2 separate regions of the Mus musculus genome follow, and region 2 is linked to region 1. A link is a contact called in public HiChIP or PLAC-seq data. All regions are on one chromosome and are shown on one strand. The core of a region is the stretch at or near the end of the contact, and the rest is flanking DNA. Distances in the headings are between cores, read along the strand shown.

Region 1 (4,586 bases), core at 234-2,733:
AAACTGGGGCAGTTTGGCGGTGAGCTTCAGTTTTGCAAGAGTACTTCAGCCTTATCTATCTGGTGCTGGGCAAACTGATTTTTTTTTTATCCTGTGTCATTAGTGTGTTTTGACTTTCTCCCAAGAGATAGTCTCCTTCCAAGGGGTGCTAGATAGCCTTTCATGGTGCACCTGCACATTCTCCCCCCCACCTCCACCCTGCCCCCATTTTCCTTAAACATTATCTAGCTTGATCTCACCTCCAAGGCCGGGACACAAATACTTTAATCAAGGACTAAAACACTGTCCTGATTTCTGCCATCTGGGTGGTTGGTTAAAGAATAAATACGATGTCTATTTAATTGCATTTGCTGATGTCTCAAGATTTTTCAACCAAAGTATAGTCAAGTGAATTGTAGACCAAAACAAGGGCATCAGGATATTGTACTGTCACTACATTTTAAAATATGTATTTGGTATGTAAGTGCTAGGGGTGTAGGTCAGAAGACGAGCTGTAGAAGTCTCTTCTCCCTTTTTCTCTGTGGATCACAGGGGTTGAAGTTAGGCCTTTAGGACTGGATGACTTTTGGTCGTTAGGCTTGGCGGCAAGTTGCTATCTTGCCATTCCAGCTAGATATTGTGGCTTTTTTTTAATTGTTTATTTTCATTTTATAATGGGTGTTTTGTATTCCTAAGGATGCCCGAGAAAGGCATTGGCTCCCCTGGAAGTGGAGCTATAAATGGTTGTTCTAAGAAGAGCAACCAGTGCCCTTAACTGCCAGGTCATCCATCATCTTTCTGGCCCCAAGACATTGTATGTTTTAATTGCTCAAAGTTAAAGGTGATGTCCTCTTTTTATTTTGAGATGGGGTCTCTCAAAATTATGTAGCTCTGACTGTCCTAGAACTCTCTATATAGACCAGGCTGGCTTGAATCCACAGAGATCCACCTGCCTGTGTCTCCTGAATGCTGGGATTAAAGGCGTGAACCTCTACACCTGGGCCCTGATGTCCTTTTTCAAAGCACATTGCAAGTAGCTGTTGTCTTGGGCCAACTTTACAACCCCTCTACTAAGCCACCTGGACAGGCTGAACAGCCTAACATCACTGGAATTTCAGAACCCATTGTGACTTTGTTTCTCTGATTCACTGTGCAGTAAGCCATCAGTTATTCTAACCACCTGGACGTGGGAGCTGTGGAGATAGACGATGAATCAAGAGGAAAAAATAAACCTAATACTTCTGCAGTCACATCTCCAGCCCTAAGAGGTTTTGTTTTATAATTCCTTGGGTTTCTGTTGGGCTCTCACCTATATAAGTAGTCCACTAGGGTGACGATACTTGGTGGGTTTGAAATAAATGTCCAGGAGAAACAGGGAAAGAAAGCCAAATAAGTAGATAAATCTGTATCTAATGAGAACAAATTGGATAAAACCGTGTTGTCAGCTGACTGCTGTAGAGCTGATAAGAAACAATGTACAGCTAGGCATGCTTGAGGTCTGATTACAGAAGTGAAGTCAGTCTTCCACACCTAGATTTTATTTAAGGACCACGCCAGGGCCTCCCCGACCTTTAGAAAGAAGACTGGCACGAGGAGATGCGTTCCTTCTTAGTTCTCCCAAGTCATGGCACTTCCCAGCAACTTCCTGTTGGGGGTTTGCTGCTTTGCCTGGCTGTGTTTTCTTAGTAGCCTTAGCTCTCAGGCTTCTACTGAAGAATCCCAGAGTGGAGCCAGTGAAAATGTGGAGTCTGAGGCAGACCCCTGGTCCTTGCTGCTGCCTGTAGATGGGACTGACAGGTCTGGCCTCTTGCCCCCCCTCTTTAAGGTTCTATCTGATAGGCGAGGTGAGACCCCTAAGCTGCAGCCTGACTCCAGAGCACTCTACTACATGAAAAAGCTCTATAAGACGTATGCTACCAAAGAGGGGGTTCCCAAACCCAGCAGAAGTCACCTCTACAATACCGTCCGGCTCTTCAGTCCCTGTGCCCAGCAAGAGCAGGCACCCAGCAACCAGGTGACAGGTGGGTAAGAGGAGGTTGCTCAACTGGGCTGGGAGAAAAGACAGAGGCTTTACCGATTCTGTTACCAGAAGGAGCCACACTTTGATTTGGGTCCCTTGGTTTGTTTTGAGGCAGGATCTACCCCTGTTACCCAGTCTGTACTCAGAACTCTGCATCCTTCTGCCTCGGCTCCTTAAGTACTGGAATCACACAGGTTTTCACCATCCTGTGAATTCTATTTTGCATGATTCTCAGTGTCCAACTGAAACAAACTTTTTCTTTTAAAGTTAGCACTTTTTAAAAAGTTTAAAGTTTTTTTTTTTTGTTTTTTTGTTTTGGTGTGGTGGTACTAAGGATTAAATTGAGGGCAAGGGGTTCACATATGCTAGCTACGCCCTCTGCTACTACATCCCTGGCCAATAGCATTGATAACACTGTTTTATTTGTTTCCTACAGCATCTTTAGTTAAGAAACTAATAGATTTTATCTTGTTCGAGTTTCCTTTTTTAAATTTTTTTTTATTTTTTGAGACTGTCTCAAACTTGCAGTGACTCTCCTGCTCAGTCACTCTAGTGCTGGGATTCCAGGCACACAGCACCACGCCATCTCAATATGTTAAGGCTAGAAGAGACTAATGTCCTGAAAGGCCAAAGAAAGTTCTGGAGGCAGTTAGCATCTCTTTTATTCTACCAAGTTGTTGGCCTAGCATGGTGCCTAAAGCCTGCTTTTGATTTAGTATTGGGTGTGATCCGGAACATTTCCCCTCGTTTGCTTTCCTGGAAGAAGAAAGTTTGTCTCCACCTGCACAGTACATCTTTCTTTCTTTCTTTTTATTTATTTATTTATTTATTATATGTAAGTACACTGTAGCTGTCTTCAGACACACCAGAAGAGGGTGTCAGATCTCGTTACGGATGGTTGTGAGTCACCATGTGGTTGCTGGGATTTGAACTCTGGACCTTCGGAAGAGCAGTCGGGTGCTCTAACCCACTGAGCCATCTCACCAGCCCTCTTTTTTTTTTTTTTTTTTTTTAAAGGCAAAAACCCAAAACTATATGGCTGAGATGTGGTACCATTTATGTTTTATATACCAGGTGCCTGGAGTTTGACCTCCAGTACCAACAAGACAAAACAAAACTCACGTGGGGTTGCAGTGACACATGACTTTAATTCTAACCCTCAGGAGGCAGGAGCAGGCTTTGCTCTTTGAGTTCAGGGCCAGCTGGGTTTAGAGTTCCAGGATAGCAAGGGCTACACAGTAAGACCCCGTCTCTGTCTCCATAACAAATGAGCAAACAAAATCCCAGACCTCCAAGCGTTTGCCAACAATGGGGGACCTTTTTAGTAAGAAAGAAGAGTTGTGTTTAAAAAAATCAAAACAAGAAAACAAAACACTCAGGGCTTTGGAGATAACTCGGTGAATGAAGGCTTCTTCCACCAAGTCTGACAAGAGCCAGCTCCTACAAGCTGTCTTTCCACCTCTATTTGTGCTCCATTGAGAGAGTGTGTCCATTAACAGCCTCCCCCCAACTCCCCAACAGAGACACACATATATGCTGGCCACCAGTTCATACAAGCCATTGTAACTGTCTAGGGCAGTTGTGGCTGTTCAAAGCCACTCTACCCCGCCCCCAGCCCACTTTACTGCAGCGGCCTTATAGCCTCCATGTGTCCCCAATCTCAGAGCGTGTGATTACCACTGCAGACAAATGTTCTCAGTTGGCTTGTTGCTTTTTTTGTTTTGTTTTGTTTTTTTGTTTCTTTCAAGACAGGATTTCTCTGTGTAGTCCTGGCTGTCCTGGAACTCACTCCGTAGACCAGGCTGGCCTCAAACTCAGAAATCCACCTGCCTCTGCCTCCCACATGCTGGGACTAAAGGCGTGTGCCACCACGCCCGCCCGGCCGGCAGGAGTGTTGCTTTCTGTGGTCTCCTGGCTTTGTCTGTAAGGATGCCGCCACAGGAAGAGCCTCTCCTCAGCTGTCTGTGTTTGGAGCAAGCTGCTGGGTCTGAAACCGGATGGTCTAATAATTGTCTCTGGCTTCACTTCCCCAGCAAACCTGTTCTCCCTTTTTTTTTTTTTTTTTTAAATATATGAAATGTATTTGCATGTGTGAATTGGGGATGAGGGCCATGTGTGGAGAGGTCAGAGAAAAGTTTTCAGAAATTGGTTCTTGTCTTCCACCGTGGGGACCCTAGGGTTCAAACTCAAGTCCTCAAGCTTAGATGCAATTGTCCTTACTCACTGAGCTCTACCCACAGCCCATTCTCTCAATCCATAGCCAAAGGGGCCGTTGAACTCCTGGTCCTCTTGCCTCTACCTTCCAAGACTTGACCCACCCTGTGTAGGTTGGGGGGGGGGGTGATATTTGAAGTCAATGGGTGGATCTCATGTAACCAACTCAGGCTGACCTCAAACTTGCTGTATAGCCAAAGCTGGCCTTTTCCTCCCAAGAACTGGCTTTCTGGGCTTGGGTTACTAGGCCCAGCTGTGTGCATGCGCCAGTGTGTTTGAGGCAGTCTCATTATGTAGTGGAGGCTGGTGGCCTCTGTCTACCTTAGCCTCCAAAGTGATGAGATTACAAAAACAAGACCTCCCTGCCCAACCC
Region 2 (4,628 bases), core at 288-2,787, 320 kb after region 1:
TCCTGAAACTTGCTCTGTAAACCAGGCTGGCCTTGAACTCACAAAGATCCCTCTGTCTCTGCCTCCAGACTGCTAGGAAACTTAATTCTTTATGGTAGAACAAAACTGTTGTGCTGGGCCTGCAGTTTATACCTGTAATCCCAGCATTTAGGAGGCCAAGGAAGAAGGATTACCATACTAAACTCAAGGCTAGCCTGGAGTACATAGTGAATTCCAGGTCAGCGGGGCTACAGAGTGAGGAGAGACAAGAGCATGTCTTGTGTGTATGCACTGCTTTTCTTTCTCCTGGTTTGTCTGCTGATGGACATCTTGCCTGGCTCCATATCTTGGCCATTGTGAGCCACGCTATGGGCCCACCGTGTGCTGACTCGGGTTCCTTCAGTGCATACAGGGCTGGTCCCACGAATCACGTGGTAGTCTACTTTTAGTAATGAGGAACCTCCATTATGTCCACAGCTGGCTGCCCTGGTTCACATTCTCACCCACAGTGATGAGGGTTCCCTTTTCCTCAGGTTTCCTCATCTCCCACTCTTGTTATCGTAGCATCTTGTTGGGTTGGGGATGGATATTTGGCTGTGGGGATGGGGCTGGGGGAAGAGTTCTAAGACAGGGTCTCTATGTTTGTAGTCCAGGCTGGTCCTGAGCTTTCAGTGAGCCCTCTGCCTCAGCCTTCCAAGTGCTGGGATTAGAGGCATGCAATGCCCTTGCTCTAAAAACCAAAATTAACTGTATGGCATAATGGGTTTTGCTACGGCACCTTCATGCATGTCTATGATGTACTTTGGTGACGTTTCTCCCGTCTTGTCATCACATACATTGACAACAGCATCAAAAACCTGTTGTTGTTTGCTTGCAGTGCTAAAGATCGGATCCAGGACAAGTAGCGGTGCACACTGGGCAACACTCCACCACCAGGCTACATTGCTGGTCCCCAAAATGTTATTTTTGTTTTTTCATCATGAAAATTCCTTTATTTCATTTTTAACATCTATTTATTTAAAAAAAAAAAAAAAAAAAAAAAAAAAAGGTCTAACATCTGCCTTCTGCTTAAAACTTTCGGCTGCCAAGGAACCACCATAGTTTCTCTCCAGCTGAGGCGGCCTGAGGTGCCCCTCCCTCCTGCAGCTGCCAGTCCCCATTGCCTTCAAGTTCTGGAGAGAACCCAGCTCTGTGGTGCTTTTACCTCAGATTTTATTTTCTGTAGCCGAAAATGAACTGAGTTCCTGAGTGGGAGGCCAGAGCTGTAAAGGAGGGAATGTGAGAGGAGTAAAGAGACCAAGACAAATTTTCTGATCACGGCCCAATGTTTACTAGCAGTCTGTGCTTATAAAGGGGGAGGCCCACCCCCTGCTACACCAGGCTTCTTGATGCTTTGTTGCTAAGTTGTTAGCATTTAGTCTGTCAGAGCTGTTGGCATTAGGTCGCCAATTCCACAGGTTGTGGGCTATCTCAGGAATATCTCAGGAAAACAGGTTCAGCCTCTCAGCTGTCTTGGAGCAGAGCAGCAGCAGGTGACAGAACAATAGAACTATCTCGGTGGGAAGGCTCCACCCCAGGTGGTCTCATTCACAGTGAGCAAGGTCTGAATCAGCCTGCTTAAGGCTGGGGGAGGCTACAATTTTCTTTTATTTTTATTATTTTTTAAAATCAAGATAGGGTTTCTCTGGGTAGCCTTGGCTGTCCTAAAATGCACTCTGTAGACCAGGCTGGCCACAAACTCTGAGATCTACCTGCCTCAGCCTCTGAGTGCTAGAACTGAAGGCATTCGCAGCCACCATCCGGCTCTTCCTTGGCAGTTTAAAGATTTGGAGAGCACTTGCTGACAAGCCTGAGTTTAAACCCCAGGATACACATGGTGGGAGGAGGAAACTGACTCCTGCACGCTGTGCTCTTACACACTCATGACTGCTGTGGCATGTGTGTACATACAAAAAACAAGTGATTATCTTGTACCCAAACACAAATGTGCTCACACACACTAACAAGGACACATAGACACAAATGTACACACACACACACACACACACACACACACACACACACTATGTAAAGATGTATCTCTCCTTGCTTCTAACAGTGAGACTCACTTTCAAATCTGAAGTCATTTGACCCTTAGTCACACATGGTCATTTTCCTCTGGAAGTTTTTGTTTGTTTGTTTGCAACAAAGTCTCATGTGGCCCAATCTGGCTACAAACTTGTTTGGCATTGTAGCAAAGGATAACCCTTAAATTTCTGATCTTCCTGTGATCACCTCCCAAATGCTGGGATTATTGGTGTACCACTTTGGTGGGTAGTGACTGTCAGCTTAACAGTATCATGCACAAACATGCATGCACTAATGATAATAAATAAAGTAAATTACCTTACAGCAAAGTAATAGACTTCCATATGGGATTTTCATATATATTTCATATGATCCTTCCCTCCCCTGCATGCAAATATATGTAAATACACACACACATATATACATAATATATATATATAATATATATATATATATTCTTTATTGTATTTAAATTTTTTTGGAGACATAGTCTCACTATGCAGAGCAGTCAATCTCTGCTTCCCAAGTGCTGGAATTAAAGGTGTGTGACATGTGACTAATGAAGTTGACTACTTTGATTTTTTTTTTTGAAACAAGGTATCATGTAGCCCAGACTGGCCCCTGACTTATTGTGTAAATGGAAGATGACTCTGAAGCCCTGATCCTCCTGCCTTTACCTCCCATGTGCTGAGTTGCCAGTGGAATCACTATGTTTTGTTTTGCAGACATTCTTCGTGTATTCTGGCCACAAATACTTTGGTGGTAAGTATGCATTTACAAATATTTTCTCCCATTCTATAGTTGCTTCCACAACTGAGTCAGCTGTCTGGCTTCCCTGCCACACTCTGCCCTGCATGGATTATTTCCTGGATTCTTTCCTACTGTCTGCGCTGCTGTCCCTCCACCCTGGCTCACCCCTCCTGTATTCCCTCCTACTCTGGCCCCATTGTAGCCCACCCTGCACACAGCAATCAGTGGGCTGCTTTTTCTTCTTCTTCTTCTTCTTCTTCTTCTTCTTCTTCTTCTTCTTCTTCTTCTTCTTCTTCTTCTTCTCCTTCTCCTTCTCCTCCTTCTCCTTCTCCTTCTCCTTCTCCTTCTCCTTCTCCTTCTCCTTCTTCTAGATTTATTTATTATTATATCTGTAGCTGTCATCAGAGACACCAGAAGAGGGTGTCAGATCTCATTATGGATGGTTGTGAGCCACCATGTGGTTGCTGGGATTTGAACTCAGGACCTTCAGAAGAGCAGTTGGTGATGATAAGATGACCGCTGAGCCATCTCTCCAGTCCCAGTCAGTGAGCTTCTTAAAGGGCACACCTCAGGCTGGAGAGATGGCTCAGCAGTTAAGAGAACATACTGCTCTTGATCTGGGTTGGGATCCGAGGACCCAAGTAAGGTAGCCACAACCACTTGTAACTCCAGCTCCAGGAGGATCTAGTGTCTTTGGCCTCCATGGGCACTTGTGCTCATGTGTACATACTTATATACAAAACCATATACATATATATGTATATATATATATATAGATATATACACATACATAATTAAAAGTAATAAAAACAAATATTAAAAGAGAAAGAGAAAGCACACTGTGCTGATTCCCTCCTGCACATGGTATCCTTTCTAAGTCTTTGTGTCATTTTTGTTTTTGTTATTATTTTTAATTAAACTGTGTTTTTAAAAAGGTTTATTTTTACGTGTGTGTGTGTGCATGTAAGTGCAGGTTCCAAAGGAGGCCAGAAAAGAGCTTCAGATCCCCTGAAGATGGAGTTACGGGTGCTGGGACTTGAACTTCAGTCCTTTGCAAGAGCAGCCAGAATTCTTACATATTGAGCATCTCTGCATATTGTTCTCTTAGTAAACTGTCATTCATCATCATCATCAACAACTATTAGTGTGTGTGTGTGCAACACGTCCAAATGGAGGTTGGAGGACACTTATATGCAGTCAGTTCTCTCCTTCCACCTTTGCATGAGTTCCTGGGGTCAAACCCAGGTTGCCAAGTTTGGGTGGAAAATGTCTTTACCTACTGATCCATCCATCTGACATGGCTCTACTGTTCACTTTGAGACAGGATTTAATGTGGCCCAGGCTGGCCTTAGACTCATTATGTAGCCAAAGATAAACTTGAATTTCTGGTCCTTCTGCTTCTACTGCCCAAGTACTGGGATTACAAATATCCACCACTATAGTAAATTTATACAGTACTGGCAAACAATCTGGGGCTTCAGACATGCCAAGCAAGCAATACACAATCCCCAGCCCTCTTTGTTGTTTGAAACAGGGTCTTGCATAGCCCAGGCTGGCTTCAACTTGCTGGGCAGCTGAAGTGGAAACTTCCTAGTTCTTTAGAAAATTAGTGATGTCAGGTGATGTTTTGCTGGGGCACACAGGTGAAGGATGTCTTGCTAAAGCAAACATGTGAAAGACTGTTTTCCTGAAGCAGACACAGGTGAAAGAATGTTTTGATATAGCAGACACATGAAAGAACCTGTGATGAAGGAGTATAAATATGACTCCACAGACACCGGAAGATGAGCACCGAACTTCGGTTTGGTTTGCTTCGCCTCACTATTCTGCAC

What was found. HiChIP or PLAC-seq counts read pairs in DNA pulled down with a chosen protein or histone mark.
Region 2: an H3K27ac HiChIP or PLAC-seq map of epiblast stem cells shows a contact between it and region 1. The contact joins the enhancer-like site here to the promoter of Gdf9 in region 1. A contact is called at or near these places in 1 of 15 datasets of contacts at CTCF or cohesin (the NIH/3T3 cell line), 7 of 115 datasets of contacts at active chromatin or transcription factors (CD8 T cells, T-cell acute lymphoblastic leukemia, bone marrow-derived macrophages and 4 more) and 2 of 9 other capture datasets (adipose tissue and liver).

What each region holds. Positions count from the first base shown.
Region 1 is chr11:53,431,803-53,436,388 of GRCm38.p6, forward strand. Gdf9 (growth differentiation factor 9) reads left to right here and starts at 1,484. Exons shown (of 2, transcript NM_008110.2): 1 at 1,484-2,000. The coding sequence starts at 1,604.
Region 2 is chr11:53,748,389-53,753,016 of GRCm38.p6, forward strand. No RefSeq gene overlaps it. Among named protein-coding and RNA genes, the nearest start is that of Mir7671, 13 kb to the right of the region's middle. Within about 2 kb of position 1,538, at least 56 of the 459 cell types and tissues checked have an H3K27ac peak or open chromatin away from gene starts, as enhancers often do. A contact at or near this core is called in T-cell acute lymphoblastic leukemia, bone marrow-derived macrophages and epiblast stem cells, where this site is marked.